Linked DNA regions of Mus musculus: all the other regions are linked to region 2. A link is a contact called in public HiChIP or PLAC-seq data. All regions are on one chromosome and are shown on one strand. Each heading gives the region's core, a stretch centred on a gene start, on an enhancer-like site or on the middle of the called end of the contact. The rest is flanking DNA. Distances are from core to core; before and after follow the strand shown. Region 1 has its middle 26 kb from the start of Atp6v1g3. Region 2 overlaps Nek7 (NIMA (never in mitosis gene a)-related expressed kinase 7). Region 3 overlaps Ptprc (protein tyrosine phosphatase, receptor type, C). Region 4 overlaps Ptprc (protein tyrosine phosphatase, receptor type, C).

Region 1 (2,700 bases), core at 29-2,528, 260 kb after region 2:
TTGAGATTGCAGGTGTATGCTACCATACCTTGTTTATGAAGTAGCTTTTAGTTATATATACTTATGCCATTTACCTCATTAACTCTACTAGTAAATATTTTATTCTCATTTGCAAATGGGATTGTTTTTAAATGTATTTTAAAATTATTTATTAGTGTATGGATAAAAATTATTTTTGCTTATTATTTATGTGACTTTTGTGGGTTTCTAGGCCTAATCTTATGTCATAGGTAGGCTTAAGATAAAAAACTTCTTACTTTATAATTTGAAAACCTTTACCATTTGAAAGTCTTTTTTTTTTTTTTTTTTTTTTTGCCTAATTATACTGACTAGGACTTGTCAGGTCCAAAGGAAAATCTACTTCTCCAAATTCCCATAGACAGAGGGGACAAATGACTATCTGTGGATCCTGTTAGCCTATGACTATCTGGACCCTATTAGCATACCAACGTATATGCTGGCCTCTAGGCTTCCTCATTATCATAAGTATCTGTTAAACATTTCAAAGTCCACACCAGCATCTTCTCTCCTTCCTCCTTAAACGTTGCCAGCTCAATGGTTCCCCTCCACCCCAGATATTAATTCTCTTTATAATCCTGCAATTTTTCTATGTTCTGTCTCTCTTTGCACCCCCCTCCCCCCGCTCTGGAGTCTTCTAGATGCCTCTGGCTGTTCTCTCTGCCCCCCTTCCCCTCACCTATCTAGAATAAAACCTTTCCCTTAACCATACCATAGAGTTGTCATATCGTCAATACATATGTTACTATATTGAAGAAAGTATTGGGGTGAGGGTTTGGAGATTTAGCTCAGTGGGAAAGCACTTGTTTACTAAGTGAAAAGATCTGCTGTGTTTGGTCTTCAGCTCAGGGGGGGGGTGGGGGAAAGTGCTGAGACAAGTCCCCTTGTACTTCTCCTGACCTTTAGAAAAGCCGTTTTGAGTTTTCTACCATCTAGTATAATTATCATGGGTCTCAAGGCTACTCAGCACGGAAAGTAAGGGGAAGAGTAGTGTTCAAGGACAGATACTTCCTCTGGGTCAGACATCAATCACTACTGCCTGGCACCATGGAGCAGAGTTTACCATGGTAACTGAGAGAATATCAGGACCTTGAAGTCTTGGCCATGAAATAAGCAAAATTAATACAGTGTTAGGCAGCTCTGTGGTAATGGAAACAGGCATGTTAACGCTCTCACAGAAGGGGGTTGGTGTCAGCAAATCCTCACCTGAGACTTCAGCCACAGCTCCTTCCTGCCCTGCAGCTGTCTGGGGGGTGGGGGCGTGTTAGAACTCATAGGAAGTGCAAGTTTGCCTGTGGTTGGGCTTTCAGTGATACAGCCTTGGTGAGCGATATATCCCCCATGCTGGTGGCACTCTTCTCTGCTATGGCTGCTTCTGAGTTCCCCATGTTTCTCTAACTAAACTCAATAAACTAATGTGGATAGAAGCGCTGCTCTGCTCTGTCATGGCCTTCTCTTGGTGGGTTGGATGTTTCCTCATAACTCTCTATCAAAAGCAATGCAGACAAGAGTGAAGAGTGAGATTGGTACACAATGGTGCTTTAAAAGAGATATACTGGACACTGGGCGTTAACTCTCTAAGAATACCAATAGCCCGAAACATCTGTCTTACACGTATATTTAAGTAGTGTTTTCTTGTATTTCCCTGCGTTTAAACAGAAGAATGGTACAAGAATATAGTGTTTCTTGTTTTTTTGTTAAAAATGCTCTATCAGTTTCATTTATTCTAAAACACATGGTCAGATCTTTCCTGTAAACCACTACTACCAGAAAAAGTACTTTCACAAATTCTGAATCTGAGAACATGTTTGCTTCTTTTACCACATCTACATCTGCCTATGCCTTTCTTTCAAGCTCACCATTAAAAACATTACCCCCACAAACCCTGTAATCATCTGTTTTCATTATGAATTAGCAGTTGTCTGCTTTCCCTTATTTCCAATAGAAATCTGAGATTGTGAAAGATGACCCCACTCAAGCTGTGATCACCTTGGTAAGAGAATCGAGCTTTTACTCACCACAGAAGACACGTTTAAGTGCCACGAGACAGTAGGCTTTGCCCTAAGGATTGTGTTAGCATCACTTATCAGCAAGCTATAGCACCCTACCAAGGAGGTGCCCCATAACTATGTGGCTATAACCTCTATCAGGACATTCCTTGCCCAGGGTTCAGGTTCATGTCTTCAAGTGTCTGGTTGTGCCCACAAGAAGCTTTCCAAGTGAAACACCAAAGGCCTTCCTGCAATCCTGTCTTTGCCTTCAGCCTGGTCAATGGAATATTCACTTTTGTCTATATTCTGCTGCAAGTCTTGCTGACTGAACTAGTTTTAAAGAAACTTCCATCATTTGGGGAGTGCTGTTTGTTTTGGTTGTTTACTGTTTTTTATTTGTTTGTTTTGTTTTTCTGAGACAGTATCTCACTGTGCATTCCAGGCTGGTTATGAATACCCTATGTAGATTATAGGCCTCCAGATGGGATTCCTCTTATCTCAGTCTCCCAGAGGAAGAAGTGTGAAAATCTTTTTAAACAGATCTTGATCTTACAGTTTTATTGCCCTGTAAATGCCAGACGCAGGATGTTAAGGCTTTGGGGTGTTACTTTGTACTCAAGTGTGAACCAGATGTATCACAAGAGCTTCCTCACCGTGCTATTTCCAAGACTCAAACCAGGGTGTGCTGGTT
Region 2 (2,700 bases), core at 137-2,636:
CTCTCTCTCTCTCTGTCTGAATTTTTTTTATTATGTTATTCCTTATATCTTGTAATGTAAATTGTTTTTGTAAAACAGTGTATACATACTATTGAAATTCAACTTGGAGTTTCCCAGCATTTGTTGTTAAGGTGCCCCGCAGAGCCCCATATGCAATGGATGCTTACAGTGTAAGCTTCACTTTCCCAGGTGGCACCTCATTGTCCCTACTGTCGTTCATACAGGCTGCTTCTCAGCCTGGTATTGAGAGGTCTTCTACAGCAGCCCTCACTTACGCTCCACTGGCCTTGCCTCGGTTTTGCTCAAAGGTTCTCAGTGTTGAGGACCCGACAGGACTTACAAGTGAAATCTGTAGTGGAGTGGGTGTGTGGCAACGTCCCCACAGACTTCCGCGTGCAGTGCGCACTGACTCCCAAAGCGGGCATGTGTGACGCCCATATTGGTCTCCACACTTGCTTAGTCTGTGGTTTCATTCGTTTCAGTGCATCTGTTGGCTTCTCCCAGCAGCACAGCTCAGAAATGCAGCCTACAGAAAACTGTCTTTGCTGATTCCCTGAACTCACCCATGTTCTACACGCCTTCCTGCTCGCTCTTTAGTTTTTAAAATCTGGTCCATCCTTCCGGGACCATCTAAAGCGCCAGCACTGCCGTAGGGCCTGTCCCAACTCCCGGTCTTCCCACGGAAACTTGATGGAGGATCTTGATGTTTGTTCTGGTGTTTCCTGAATCTTTGTTATCTTTGTTTCGTTTGCTCATGTGGGCATTTTCCTTAGCTCTTCTTATTAAGCTAAATCTTGTGAGAAAGGATACATTTACTTTGGACACTGCTGAGCTCTTATTTTTTTTTTACTTGTAGTAAGGCTCAGGTAGATACAGAGTTGAAGCCAATCAGGATGCCCTTAAAAGGACCATGTTTAATCATTCTCAAATATATATATTTAATATACGTTGTGTTGCTATGTTCTCTGTACTTGAGTTTTCAGTGTTGAGAAAAACCATTTAGAGCAAGAATACTTTTGCTTTCAGGATTGGCTCTATCAAGTCTATCTGTAACTTTGTAACGGTCTTAAGTTACACGATCAAGATTGTTATAAGCAAATGGTATTAGCTCTACCTAGTTTAATGCCATCTCATCCGATGATGAGACACTGAGACACCATTATTACACCGTTCCTAGCAAAGACAATAAAAGAACACCTCTAAAAATTAGGGAGTTCATGTTGTGATTCTGAAGTTCACAGTTTTGGCTGGTCCTGTGCTTCAAAGAAAAAAAAAATCCCCTTTTTTTTTCTTTTTTTTTTTTTTTTTTTTGCCTCCTACTGACTTGCCAACCAAGAAAGGTCGGGGCGGCAGTAGGAGGCAGAAATGAAAGTAATTGTTTTCTTATGAGACACTAGGCTGCCACACAGTCTAAATTTCAAAATCATAGACCGGTTCTGCATCTCTTTTCACACCAGTCCTTTCGTTTCTGCCTCCTGCTGTTGCTCCTGTGTGGGTGGACCGACCACTTTCCCTGTTGGAAACAGGCAAGTGTCATCCCAGGCTTGGCTGCCTTGTGGCAGGCATATGGGGGGAAGGGAGGGGCTTTCCCCTTTCCTCCCCTCTGCCTTCAGACTGATGGTGTGAGACAGCGAAAGAAAGATTACCTGACAAGAGCTTATAGGCGTTATTGCTTATTAAGTCTTTGAGAAATGTTCCTGCTCTCCGTAGCATTTTAAAAGACAGGGAAGGACAGCCTGGGCTTAGGGTTGACAACCTCCCTTTGTTTTGTTCCACACCATTGGTCTGAATAATGGGGGTGATATGGTAACATATGGTTAGCCCAGTGACCCCTTCACTTTTGTAATGCTAATGGCAGCGTGGACACAAACAGAAACCTAAAGAAGTCAGCCTTCTGTGTGTCGCATGGACACCAGGTCTGATGGAGTGATGAGCAGTGTATGTTCTTAGCATGGCTCTCCTCTTCCTTACTCGAGAGGCGCCTATAAGCCCACACATAGCCTGGGACCTGTGCTTGCATTTTTAGTATGGTATGAAGCCCTTTGTGTTTAAGGTTTAGAATATGGAACTTGTGTGTTTTTATTTATTTATTTGTTTATTTGTTTATTTGCATTGCTGCTTCTCTAGTGAAGTTAAGGCAGATTTTTTTATTAGCTTTCTTGTTCTTCCCCCCTAGGTGGTACGCATTACCATCTAGAGAGCAGTGACTGGACATTTTATTTGATTCTTCTGTCTTTCATTACTCAGGTCTCTTGTAAGACAGTAGATTTCCCTTTTCCTCCTTTAATTCAGACTGTAAAAAACGTGGGGACAGAAAAGGTAAAATACTACAGGAAGATGACTGTTAAACAATGGAGTGTTATATTTACATTTTGGTAGAGGTTTATGACAGTTTGTGGCTATTTTCATTTTTAGATTTTAAATGAGGAGGGTTTAATGTTGCAAAAAATATGCATAATGTTGCATATTTTAATTCTAAAATTATATAACAGTAATCAGAGTGCAATGCTAAAAATTTCTAGGGATATTAATTTAAATAATGATCATAGGCTTGAGTTGTGGGGATTTCTACTTTTTTTTTTTATAATTTGAAATATTGTAATATCTGGGCTGTCTGTGAAAGAACATACACCAGAACTACATGTAAGAAACAGCCTGTACTTTCACAGTTTGCAGAATATGACGACACAATCTTAGAGT
Region 3 (2,700 bases), core at 55-2,554, 410 kb after region 2:
TAGAGAAGTGAAGCCATTGGGCCTACATCTGTATGCAGCATAAGGGAAGGGGTGATTAAACACCACACAAGAATTATCATGTTGCTGATACTTCATGCAGAAGTACAAATTAAAATGAATTGTTCTAAGAGCAGATCACTGAGTGTTAAGCTGGTCAGGGATGAATATAGAAAGAAACATTAAGCAAAAACAGGCTGATATCATATATAAGTATATGGACAAAGTACCATAGTGGCTGAAGTTGTTGACATGTAGGTGGGCTTTGAAGACTGTGTAGAAGTTGGCTTCATTCAGAGAGAAAGAGTCTAGGATACAGAAAAAAAATACTTAAACGTTAGAAGAGTGGACTTTTCTGTATACACAGTAACATGTTGTGATTCATATGCAGTTAGACAGAGACAGTAAGATGGGTCTGAGTGTTTCACAAAGGCCACTCGCTACACTTGAAGGCAATGAGAAATGAATATCATCAAATGGTTTGGGAGAAAAACATATGATCAAGATGAAGGTGAGGATGAATAATAAGGAATTAGAAAGGCCCATACATACCAGGAGAGGGTGTAGAGGATGTGGGAGAAAGAGGAGTATAAGAGGAAGAGGAAGAGGAAGAGGAGGAGGAGGAGGAGGAGCAGTTTTCAGAAAATTCAAATACTTTTCAGGTTAGAAGACAAGAGGGAATGGCTGAGAATGGAACTGGAGGGGCAGAGAAACCAATGTATGGAAGACTCTGTGAACACTCTAAGAACAGAGAGGCCATAGGTAGCTCAGAATTCCAAATTATGTAGGACTATAGCTGTTGTTGCTTTGCTTCTATAAGAAGTAAGAATTTCCAAAGGGAAATGAAGAGCACAGAGAGGAAACCAGTCAACTCTGCATGAAGAACAGCAGTAGAATCATAGTGGGCTGTGGCAGAGCTCACTAGGGGCTGGGTTTGCAAGTACCGTAGCTGAAGGCCACGATCCACAATAGGATCCATTTTCTAATTCCACCTAAAAACATCAGCCTCAGAAGAACAAGGATAAGACAAGAAGTGGAGAGGAAAAGGAAGCCCTTTGGGTAAAGTGGTTTCATCATTTATGAAACTATTTATGAAAATAACCCCCAAAGGTAAATTTTTACATGTTTAATAGCTTCTAAAAATGAATTAGGCAGCTTGATGAGTTGCAGATCCAGCCGTGTGGCAGAGCACACTTTATGAGAACGGAAGGCAGAGAGCATAAAAGAAGGCACTGGGTGTCGGTGGGTGGGTGTGAGCCTGGAAGAGGCTGGCAGACAACCAGAGCCAAGCACATGGCCAGGGACAGAGAAGAATCTTCAGCCTCAGCTCTAAGAATTCGTCACTGCCAAACTCTCACATCTACCACAGTTTGAACCTTGATAATGAGCTTATTCAGTTTTGTGGTTACTATGCAACCATTTGCATATTTCTTTGTAACATCTGCCTAGTGTGCCAGTTTGAGATGCTATTTCAGCCATGGTATTTGAAGCAGAACCCATTTCTGGTCCAGGATTTTTTTCTCCACAGAGCAAATGATCAGCATATCTCTTAAGTATGTGTGCAGAGAGACACAACAAAGAGAGCTATAAAAGTCAGGGTTTGTTTTAAGTGAAACCTAGAGACATCGTTGTCATTGAGTCTTAAAGACTACTAAATGATTATACATGATTATACTTCCGTTCTCCTCAGTCCTTATGCTCAGCATCTCGAGAATCTTATTTGTATAAATACTGCATTTTAATTATCTATGTACATGGACTTTCTTCTACACTTTAGTGAAAGGATACTAACCATCCTCCATTAGATGACCCTGAATCCAGGCACATAATGACAGTACCAAGTAGACTGAGTGGGTTTTAAAACAAAACAAATGGCTCATGAAATTGGGAGGGAGTAGTGGAGAGACATCAAAAGCAAAGGAGCAAACAATTAGCTTGCATGTATGAAATTCTAAATAACAAAAATAACTGATATGATTTTGTTTTTCTCCTGTAAGAGTTTTGATTTAGAGCTTTCAAAATATTTTCTCCATGTTAAAATAACATAGGTTTTCCACTTTGAGTTAGCACTTAAGATTTATTTATCTCAGGAACTTTTCTAGAAATGTAGACATGTGTAAGGTGGTTCTGCAGAGAGAGTAACCCTGGCATAGCTCAGAGAGGGTATGCAGTGGGCATGTTCTAAAATGTCAAGTAAAATGTTCCTGTTGATGTTCTCAGGTTTTCTTTTTTAAAGAATCAACACTGTCAGCATAGATCTCTGTGAAGGAATATTTATAATCACTGAGCAGCAGCTTATGGTTTAGTAGGTATAAAAACACAGTTTCCTAAATATAGACCTGCTTAGCTCCTGACTGACGGCTTAGTAATTAAACAGCAATCACTGAAATATGTGAGACAGGAATGTAAAAAACTGTGAACACCCATGGGTCTTAAAACAAAGCAAACTGGAGCAGAGACTGAAAAACACACATTAGAGTATTAGTTGAGATATAATATGTTATATATATTAAAATCTGATTTGGGGAGAGTTAATTATAATGGAGATGAAAATAGAAAATAGGTCTTTGTCTACTCTTTCTTTCTTTCTTTCTTTCTTTCTTTCTTTCTTTCTTTCTTTCTTTCTTTCTTCCTCTTGTTCATTAATTCTTTCTTTCTCTCATTCTTTCTTTCCTTCTTTTTTTTCAACATATATAAGTAATT
Region 4 (2,700 bases), core at 87-2,586, 430 kb after region 2:
CCTACTTCAAGTCTAATATGCCCTCATATGCTATGTTTGTCCCCTGCTTAATTACATAGAAAATACAGAGAAGAATGGCTGCCTTGTATGGCTTACTGAGATGGCTAAATTAAAAACAACTGTTGGCCAAGTGACACTGGCATTGTCTGATTGTGATAGGATTTCAGTGAGTTGTTTACACTCTGTGTTCCATCAGTGGATGGAAGCAAGAAGGACCACTTCTGATAGTTCCCTCATTTTTTCTTAGTTCTCTATTTGTGTGTGTGTGTGTGTGTGTGTGTGTGTGTGTGTGTGTGTGTGTGTGTGTGTGTTTGTGTGTGTGTGTGTGTATTACTGGAGAAGGATCCCAGACGTTCTCACATGGTAGTCAAATGCTCTCCACTTCAGAACTCTTACCTTGTATGTTTTTCCCTCGAGACACAATATTACCAAGTTGCCCAATCTGGCCTTGGATTCACTCTGCAGCCCAGTCTGGTTTTGAAATTGTGACTCTAACTGGGATTACATGGCTATGCTACCGTGCACAGTTTATGTAACATTGATCAGAACTCCTTTGTCATTACAGACCAGATCATATACCTAGAATTACCATTCTAGGGTAGAATATACCATTTATACCATTTATAGAATGGACATAGTAGATGCAATCCTCCATTTTTATTGATGCCCACTGATATTGCCACACTAAGAAGAGAAAGCGTGCATGCTGCTCTGGCTGCCTCTTTTGTGTTTATCCACTGGTCCCACTTTTGTACAGCCTTTGGGCTCATGGAGGGAAGTTATGCAGATATACATTCCAAATCTTCAAAACACTCCCTCTTCTTTTTAGGCTAGTACCCAGAGTAAGTATTATTTCCTCTATTCTGCTCCCACTCTTCTGTCCTTGCAAAGCAGACAGACTTAAATCCCCTCATGGGATCCACGGGGTTCTCTTTCTTTCCTTTTGTTTTGGAAGGGAGGTTGGTGGTGGAATAGATGATATTTAAAGCCCAAATATGTCCTTTGAAATGTCATTTCCACTCAAACTGATTCCTACTTTTTCTTAAATCTCTGATGGCAGACTTAGGGGTGTGACTTCAAGGTAACTTTGATTTGCAAACATTTAAACATTTCCAGTTGTAAAAGAAACATATTGGGAAAGGTAAATTCGGTTAACAATACACGTGTTAGAATAACAGAGCTTTGAAGATCAAGGGCTCTGTCATCTCCATGTTCACGTGTTTAATGTATCTAGTCAATTCCGCTGGTAATTCACAACAGGATTATAATGGGGAAATGCTCACCAGGTGATGATTTACAGATTTCTGGTTCTCTGGTGCCATCTACTGAAATATTGCTAAAGAAAAAAAAAGACAGGAAAATTGTGTAACCAGAAGAGTAGAAGATTCTGTAACACATAGACACACTGAGTGTCTATGCTTGTGTGTAGAGTGCCCTGATTGTGTGTGTGTGTCTATACTTGTTGCATTTACAAATTTTAGAAAAAGACTTTAAAATCCATATTTTAGAAAAGTGATTTTCTTCCACTTTACTGTCATCTACCTGTAAACGTACTGTTCTTAATTTACACGCCTACTTCATGTATTTTTTCTTCAGCTATTGTTATTTTTTCTAAATTTTGTTCATACATATGGGTTTGTGTGTATGTGTTTGCATATGCGTATGTGTATGTGTATATGTATACATACACAAAACACACATATACATATATATACAGACATTCATATATATATGTGTGTGTGTGGAGAGAGAGAGAGAAAGAGAGAGAGAGAGAGAGAGAGAGAGATGAGATGTTACTTTTACTAACACTTCATCCTATTTGCACTGGTTATGAGTCACTTTGCAAAGGTTTTATTTCTCAATACCAGATGTATTGACAGCAGATGGGTTGCTTTGGGTGGATAGTGCTGCTGCTATAGAGGGAGCTGATCAGAATGCTACTTAGACTCATTTGCTCTGCAGGGCCCCAGCAGGTTACTCTGTGACCCTGTAAGCAGTCAAATGGAAGGCCATGTGCTAACTAAATGCACCCCCCACCCAGTCATTTCAGGTTTTTCTGTGTAACAATAAGGATCCTCGAAGGCTATGTCTACTTATGATTTTGGTGATAATCTATTCAGGTAATTTAGAAAGATTTCCAGAAACATGACAGACACATCTCTAACTGTTGTAGATCTTAAGTAGCACAACTCCTATAAATATTCATGTGAAGCCCTCTGCCTTCCAGTGTATTTGATATGTAAAGTATCCACAGAGGTAGCTGTTAGTATATGCAAAAGATCTTAAATAACATGGGCGTGGATGGCTTTCAGATAGTGGCTTTATAACTAGGCTATCTCTGTAGGGCAACTTTACTGCATTTCTGCCTTAAGATTCATAGTGTTTCTTTTGTGTTTTTTCCTTTAATGGGTAATACCTGGGAGATATTTATGTGTACTTTGAATCTTTATTGCCGAGGAGAATTCATAGTTTCTTAAAGTGATTAGTTTATACTCTAGATGATTTAAAAAATTATTTGGAGTTATTTTTAAAAGAATTTTTGACAGGTTAATCTTTTTCCATGCTGTTTATCATGTCGAATAAGAGAGCTACTGGTATTGAAAAATCTACCTGGAAGGACTTTGTAAACAAAACAAGCAATTTTGGTCTTATATTGGCTCTAAACCGTAGTTCTGAAGTACTGCAATTTTATTTCAAATA

Evidence for each region. HiChIP or PLAC-seq counts read pairs in DNA pulled down with a chosen protein or histone mark.
Region 1: a BATF HiChIP or PLAC-seq map of CD8 T cells shows a contact between it and region 2, with 5 read pairs. The contact joins two enhancer-like sites. A contact is called at or near these places in 2 of 484 Hi-C or Micro-C datasets (the HL-1 cell line and regulatory T cells), 2 of 115 datasets of contacts at active chromatin or transcription factors (CD8 T cells and effector CD8 T cells) and 1 of 9 other capture datasets (embryonic stem cells).
Region 3: a Foxp3 HiChIP or PLAC-seq map of regulatory T cells shows a contact between it and region 2, with 9 times the contacts expected there. The contact joins two enhancer-like sites. A contact is called at or near these places in 2 of 115 datasets of contacts at active chromatin or transcription factors (microglia and regulatory T cells).
Region 4: a contact with region 2 is called in an H3K27ac HiChIP or PLAC-seq map of microglia, with 5 times the contacts expected there. The contact joins two enhancer-like sites. A contact is called at or near these places in 1 of 15 datasets of contacts at CTCF or cohesin (large pre-B cells), 8 of 484 Hi-C or Micro-C datasets (B cells, CD4 T cells, bone marrow-derived macrophages and 5 more) and 4 of 115 datasets of contacts at active chromatin or transcription factors (effector CD8 T cells, large pre-B cells, memory CD8 T cells and 1 more).

The regions. Positions count from the first base shown.
Region 1 is chr1:138,298,254-138,300,953 of GRCm38.p6, reverse strand. No RefSeq gene overlaps it. Among named protein-coding and RNA genes, the nearest start is that of Atp6v1g3, 26 kb to the right of the region's middle. Within about 2 kb of position 1,278, at least 72 of the 459 cell types and tissues checked have an H3K27ac peak or open chromatin away from gene starts, as enhancers often do. A contact at or near this core is called in CD8 T cells, effector CD8 T cells and regulatory T cells, where this site is marked.
Region 2 is chr1:138,558,652-138,561,351 of GRCm38.p6, reverse strand. All of the region lies in intron 2 of Nek7 (NIMA (never in mitosis gene a)-related expressed kinase 7), which reads left to right. Among named protein-coding and RNA genes, the nearest start is that of Nek7, 60 kb to the left of the region's middle. Within about 2 kb of position 1,386, at least 60 of the 459 cell types and tissues checked have an H3K27ac peak or open chromatin away from gene starts, as enhancers often do. A contact at or near this core is called in CD8 T cells, effector CD8 T cells, microglia and 1 more, where this site is marked.
Region 3 is chr1:138,147,690-138,150,389 of GRCm38.p6, reverse strand. The region is part of intron 1 of Ptprc (protein tyrosine phosphatase, receptor type, C); the gene reads left to right. Among named protein-coding and RNA genes, the nearest start is that of Ptprc, 26 kb to the left of the region's middle. Within about 2 kb of position 1,304, at least 73 of the 459 cell types and tissues checked have an H3K27ac peak or open chromatin away from gene starts, as enhancers often do. A contact at or near this core is called in regulatory T cells, where this site is marked.
Region 4 is chr1:138,128,952-138,131,651 of GRCm38.p6, reverse strand. All of the region lies in intron 1 of Ptprc (protein tyrosine phosphatase, receptor type, C), which reads left to right. Among named protein-coding and RNA genes, the nearest start is that of Ptprc, 45 kb to the left of the region's middle. Within about 2 kb of position 1,336, at least 16 of the 459 cell types and tissues checked have an H3K27ac peak or open chromatin away from gene starts, as enhancers often do. A contact at or near this core is called in microglia, where this site is marked.